Linked DNA regions of Capra hircus: region 1 is linked to region 2. The links are chromatin contacts, called in public Hi-C maps. All regions are on one chromosome and are shown on one strand. The core of a region is the stretch at or near the end of the contact, and the rest is flanking DNA. Distances in the headings are between cores, read along the strand shown. Region 1 holds the start of GRAMD1B (GRAM domain-containing protein 1B). Region 2 overlaps GRAMD1B (GRAM domain-containing protein 1B).

Region 1 (3,708 bases), core at 1,162-3,661, 60 kb after region 2:
ACTCCCATTCTAGGAGCTGAGATGCTGGACCACTGCCCTTCTGATTCACCTCAATTCAGTGACTGCACAGTATTTTAAACACCCTGAAACTGGAATTGGGGAATTGGTTATGCTGGGTAATCTCTGAAGTCTCTCACAGTCTATGAACTGAAAAGGTTTACTTCACGTTAAGAAATCCTGGTATATGAAAACACAGATTTTAAAAACATGAGTTGGGGCAACTCCCAACTAATTGGGGCAACTAGTTGGACTAGTTAGGTTAGGTCCAGTTAGGTTAGGACTCCAGACTCTCACTTCACAGGGCTCAGGTTCAATCCCTGGCTGGGGAACTAAGATCCCTCATAAGCTGCATGGCACAGTAAAAAAAAAAATATATATATATATATATATATATATATATGAGTTGGAATGGTCATCATTTAATAAAATCACTTCTTTCCCAAAAGAATTCATTAAAATAGACTGTTTCCTTATGGGTAAGGAATTTATCCTTTATGGGTAAGGGTAATTTATCCTTAAATTAAATGACTCGAATAAGGCACATTCAACAAGGAAACCTCCTGCTGAATATCAGATGTCCACATGAACATAAAACATCACTGAATGCTGAGTGACCTCATTTCTTTATATTTCTAGGAAAAGAAAGAGCTCCATTTCTCATAATCTCAACCACTCCCATGATGTAAATTAGTACTTCGAGAAGACATATTAATTCTGACAGTTGGAAAGTTTTATGAGCAATAGACCTTCCTTAGGCAACAGAATTATAAGCCTGAAAGAAACATCAGATACTTAGTCCAATCTCATTAAATATCTGGACCATTCTTCCTCTGCCCTGTCCCACCCAGGGTCACAGATGAGAAACTAAGGCATTGGTGAGATCAACCCTGGACCAAGGTCATATAGCTGAAATGGAAATTGCTTTCTGTAAATCAAATATCTTTTGGTCAAATTCTACCTTAATTGCTTTCAGTGTTATTCTGGAGGCTGTATTTTGACCTCAAAGAATAATTAAAATACAAATGGTACTAAGGAGTCCAAATACTCATGCTGCTTTTGTCCACACACATTCTGTGCGCACCTACTTCTCTCCTAAGCCCACAGACAGCAAGAAGTTAAACACAAATACCTTGCTAGAACTGATCTCAACACATGAATGATCAGATCTGCACAAGAGACATAACAATGTTTATTTACTTTTGGAAAAGCCTTTATGCTTTACACAAAGAGAATCCCTTTATGTGGGAAATTCCCCTCATGCATTTTAAATAGTACTTGATGTCTACACAACTTTGCAACAACACTACTACTTAGTAAAAGTATGTGTATAAATAATCAACGTACACGTTCATACCCTTTCATTTCAAAGCAAATAGATAACAACAATGGCTTGAACCATATGAAAAATCTGTTTCGGCTGAGCATAGATTAGAAATGTTCCAATGTCCTAAAAATTTGAAGATTGATCCAAAACTTCTTGAGCCAGGCACTCTGTTTTCTCAATTAAGCCTCACAAAAATCCTGAGGTTGTGCCAATTTCCCCATTTTAGAGATGTGGAAAACGAAGCCCAGAGAAATTAACTTTAGGTATCAAGCTATGATTCAAACCCAAGTAGTTTGAATCCCAAACCAGTGTTTTCTCCACTCCTCTATATTACTCTATTTCAACTTCCTGTAAAAAATATACTTTCAGCCACTATTCAGACTGGTTCTCTCTGCCATTTTTTGTGATGGCTTTCATTTGATTTGCAATCTGGTAAATAAATTGATATCTGGGGTTGAAATTCTGCAAACTAAGACGCTCTGCTTTCCTAACTCAGTCAGTTTCTATTTGTTTCCTCTCTAAAACACACCACAAAGCTAATACCAATTTCCTTGGGCCTTCCTACTGAATTCTAAACATTTTAAAAAGAAACTCTATCCCCAGTATTTGGCAGAACCTGCTTTGCTAGAAGTGCTTGCAAGAAATACTTTTCTTTGGCATGTTCAGGCCATCTAAGCAGATTCTCATTTGCAGCGAACGATGTCCTAATTCCTAACTGGTACCCAAGTGTCTCTAACACCCGTTACCTGTTACGAAGTCCACTTGTAGATCTGAGGTGGGTCAGCAGGGCTCTACAGGTGCCTGGAGGCATCCATCACTGAGATCTGTCCACCCAACACTCTAAGCGGGACCTACGCACAACAACTCCAGGCTCCACTAAGTTTGCTTAAAACGAGGCTGGCCACCACCTGCTGAAATGGTAGCTTAGCAAACACTAAAGGCTTTTAAAAGTAAGTTCTCTGTGATCTTTGTGTTCTAATTTAGCTTCCAAAGGTAGATCTAACTTGTTTTCAGGACTTTGGAAGGCAATGGTTTCAATCTTGTCAGCCAGGGCAAAGTCTAGGTTCTTGAAGGCTGGCTCACATGATCTCATTCCGTGCAAGTTCACCCCTGCACCCTTGGACCTTGGAACCAGGACAGTAGGCTTCATGCCCGCCAAAATAAAATCTCCCCAGCTTAACCAAAGAACAACCAGTCAGTGCTCATGGTCCCACTGTCCTACAGGAAGGGTCCCACCAGGATACTAAAAACCTAGATTCCTTCCCCGCCTCTTTCTCACTCTCCCCTTTTGTTTCTTCCCTGCCTCTTTCTCACTCTCCCCTTTTGTTTCTTCCCTCTCTCTGTCCTTCTCTCTCTTTCTGTATCTCTCTTTTGCACACACACACACACACACACACACACGAGCAATTCTCCCCACTTCCTTAAGTAACCAGACACTGCTCAACCAAAAACAAATGGTGAGTTTCCCATCAGGGGAGGTAAGCAAGCAGAGACTGACCACGTTCTTGCACTGAGGTTGAGACCAGACGACACTGGAGGGCCCTTGCAGGTTGAAGGCTGATAGTATCCCAGAGGTTCTGAGGTTCTGGAAAAAGCCCATACGTGTTCTTCTAATTGTTCTTTTATGACTTCTTCTCCTTTTCTTTTTTGAGAATGTCCTCCACACTCATTTAAATCAATCCTTACTTGTATATGGGCTTCCCTTGTGGCTCAGCTGGTGAAGAATCTGCCTGCAATGCGGGAGACCTGGGTTGGATCCCTGAGTTGGGAAGACCCTCTGGAGAAGGGAAAGGCTACCCACTTCGTATTCTGGCCTGGAGAATTCCATGGACTGTATAGTCCATGGGGTCGCCAAGAGTCAGACACGACTGAACGACCTTCACTTCACTTACTTGGGTACATGTATATTAAAAAAAACCCTCGGTGCACTTTACCCACACTGTTTTGCAACACCTCTTTTTCCACACCATGTCATAATTACTGGCATGCATTTTCCACATCCCACCTCCCTCAGACTGTATCGTCATCAAGGCAAGATTTCTGCCCTCTTCATCTCTGTCATCCTGTTTCAAAGCTCACTGTTCCACACGGTGTACCTGCTCAGTGAATGTCCGAGAGTGAAAATATGGTGGGTGGGGCAGTGACGGGGGTGTAGGGGAGAGGTCTGAGGAGGCACCCAGTTAGCTTCCCACACATGCTCTCTGGGGATCGCCTGCGCTTCTAGAGAAACGGAGGCTGAAGAACACGATCCACTGCAGCCCTGCAGTGTCCCTTGGGACAGCTCTGACTGCGGTCGTTCCTTCCCTGAGATCATCACTGCACTCAGCCTGCATCACATAAGAGATCTCAGGAGAAGGCACCTGGGAGGATAACACTCTCCACCC
Region 2 (3,245 bases), core at 451-2,950:
CCCAAGTGGAGGATGGAAGGACCCTCCTGACTTCTTTCAACTAGAGCCTGAACTCTGTTGACCTTTGTCCCAATTCTATGCTGAATTCTCCTCCATTCAAGCGCCTGCATGAATATGCATGTACCCCTAGCTTTAGCATAAATCCCCTTCTCTGGATCTTTGACTTGGCAGTATCTTTTGGTTGACACCCAGCAAGAGGCAAACCCAGCTTTCAGGTACCACTCTGAATACACACACGCACCATCCCAGGCCATGCCGTTTTTCTCAGGCTTGGAAACACCCTTTCCCTCTCCAGATCCACAGCACTCCCAACCTTTACAGGGCACCTCAGGTCCCGCTCCAACATCTTCCCAACAGACTTGGTTTCCACACACTGACTTCTCCCTCTGCTGAGCACCAAAAGCCTTTGGAACCAGTGCCCTCTCAGGTAGAGGGGGTAGTGTTCTTTCTGACCCGTGCTGGAGCACAGAGGTCAGGCCAGCTTCTGTTTCTCTGCAGTTTCTCGTGGTTCTCGCTTCTGGCAGAAACTTGATCTTCCTCAAACATCTTCCCCGTCCCCCGTCATCGCTGGCCTCCCGTCCTCCCCAGCCACGCGATCTCACCTTTCTTCCCGCACGCGAGGACTCAGGAACCTGCTGGAGTCATCGTCATGGCTGCTCTGCTGGCTGCTCTGCTGGCTGCTGCGGAAAGACAGGATGTGAACGGTTAACGTTCGCCTCCTTTCTCAACCCTGGGGTAAGCGCCAAGACTCCAGGGAAACAGGGTTACAACATTTTAAAGGTACACGTTCCCTCCCCCTGCCGTGGAAGTTGACACAGAGGACATAACTGGTAGGCAGTGGAACTGAGACCTTCTGAAAACCCCACCCATCCTACCTTAAGCTCCCGGGAAGATCCTGACCTATTACCTGGCTCTTCCCAGGCCAGTGTCAAGGAGCAAGTGCCTCTGGCATTCTCTGTCCCTGGGCCTCTAGATCTGCAGGAGAGGGTAACAATCCCATTCTTCACCTGAGACCCACAGGTGCGGGCACAGCCGATAGGGCAGGAAGGGGAGGGGGTGGTGGGGGAGAGAGGAATTCCAGCAGGACAAAGACTTGAGACCTGATGGAGCCTGGGGCCACCTGGCAGGATTCTTTGCCTCCTGGGAGAGCCGGCAAGGAGGGTGAGCAGAGGAATTAGAAGGTGGAGTTTCTCCACTCCTTAAAGCCCTGGAAGCATGATGATTAAGGAGCTTCAGTTCACAGAGTTCTTAAAGTGCATACTGTGGAGCCCTACACTAAGGTCACAAGATGAAAATCTCCAGAATTACCTAAGCCCCGTAGCAACTGTTGCCAAGAGCCTCCGGATCTAAACCTGCTAGGTCCTAGACTCCGAATTAGGTAAAATACCCACCCTATTATCCACCCTTCCAGTAGGAGTATTCTCTGCCTTGTTGCTATTCAGTTGCTAAGCTGTGTCTTGACTCTGCAATCCTGTGACCTGCAGCATGCCAGGCCTCCCTGTCCTTCACTATGTCCCAGAGTTTGCTCAAATTCACGTCCATTGAGTTGGTGATGCTATCTAACCATCTCATCCTCTGCGGCCCCCTTCTCCTACCCTCAATCTTTCCCAGCTTCAGGGTCTTTTCCAATAAGCTGGCTCTTTACATCAGGTCGGGAAAGTCCTGGAACTTCAGCTTCAGCATCAGTCCTTCCAGTGACTGTTCGGGGTTGATTTCCTTTAGGACTGACTGGTTTGATCTCCTTGCTGTCCGGGGGACTCTGAAGTCTTTTCCACCACCACAATTCGAAAGCATCAAGGCTATAAAAACTGGCTACTAGCCTGTGAAAGGGGTTCAGCTGTTCAGCTGAACCATGAGCTGGTCAGCTGTTCAAAGAGCAATAAACTCTAATCTCTCATTCTGCCTCTGTCTGGAAATTCTCTTCCAAACAGTGCACATACCATGACACTTAAAGTTATGTGTAATCCAATAGTCATTTATCTTACTCAAGAGAAAGAAAGGCTGTTTGGACATTTTACGATACTAGCTGAACCTAAAGCTGGTGATCAGTCATTTGTATTAACTGCTAATTATTAAGTACTCCAGGTATCTAATCAAGAGTCCTTAAGCCATGGCCCCCTGGCCAAATCTGGAGCCCCCGCAGTCTAAGAATGGTGCTTGCTTTTTTAAACGGTTGGGAATTTTAAAAAAGTTTTTTTAATGATAATAATATTTCATGACACATGAAAATTACATGAAATTCAAAATTATATGTCATAAATACAGGTTTACTGGAACACAGCCACCCTCATACATTTACATAGTAATCAGGACTGCTCTTGCTACAAGGGCGGAGCTGTGTAGGTTAAGGCAGAACTGAATTAAGTGCAGCAATGAGGCCATTAGTCCCACAAAACCTAAATATTTACTGTATGACCCCTTACAGAAAATGTTAGCAAACCCCTGTTTTGTATAAATTCTATTGATAATAAATTGTTATTACCATACATGTCACTCTAACCCAGGCCCAGTAGGACCAATATTGTTCCCTTGTTCTGCTGGATAGTTTACAGCCATAAAAAGCACTGATCTCTACACCGTATATTCCTTAGACTAGATCCGCAGCAGACAGCAAACTCTGAACGATCTTACAGGGTAAGTGCTTGTCGCAGTGCCTGCACACTTTCCATCATAGAAGTGATTTTATAACCATGCTCTCATGATCCCATCTTTCAGCAAGAAGTAAATGAACTCAGAAGCAATTTACAACACATTTTCAAATACACACACACGCACAACACACACACATGCCAGAAATCAGAAAAGCGCCACATACGAAGCTTCCAGTTGCCTAGCAGAAAAAAGTGTGTACACAGAGCACTTTTTTCGCCACTCATTCCCTATGGAATGGCTACTCGTCATTTGACCTGCCCTTTAAAAACATGTACTCAAAAAAAAAAAAAAAAAAAACCATGTACTCCATCATATATAAAATAGATCACCAGTGGGAATTTGATGTATGACTCAGGGAGCTGAAACAAGTGCTCTGTAAAACAGCCTAGAGGGGTGAGCTGGGGTAGGAGGTGGGATGTATATCTATGGCTGATTCATATTGATGTATGGCAGAAACAAACACAAAACTGTAAAGCAATTATCCTTCAATTAAAAATAAGTGAATTTTAAAAAAACCTCATAACAAATTATACTATCATGTTGCTAACCCACTGGACTTTTTTACATTGGGACTGACCTGTCATATGGATCAA

What was found. A called contact is a pair of places that touch in the nucleus more often than the background predicts.
Region 1: a contact with region 2 is called in a Hi-C map of blood, with 5 times the contacts expected there. The contact joins the promoter of GRAMD1B here to the enhancer-like site in region 2. A contact is called at or near these places in 4 of 5 Hi-C or Micro-C datasets (blood and liver).

Annotation. Positions count from the first base shown.
Region 1 is chr15:48,302,144-48,305,851 of ARS1.2, forward strand. It overlaps GRAMD1B (GRAM domain-containing protein 1B), which reads right to left and starts at 2,412. Exons shown (of 20, transcript XM_018059627.1): 1 at 2,071-2,412. The coding sequence starts at 2,135.
Region 2 is chr15:48,243,026-48,246,270 of ARS1.2, forward strand. GRAMD1B (GRAM domain-containing protein 1B) reads right to left here. Exons shown (of 20, transcript XM_018059627.1): 2 at 603-680. Among named protein-coding and RNA genes, the nearest start is that of GRAMD1B, 60 kb to the right of the region's middle. Within about 2 kb of position 1,701, at least 2 of the 5 cell types and tissues checked have an H3K27ac peak or open chromatin away from gene starts, as enhancers often do.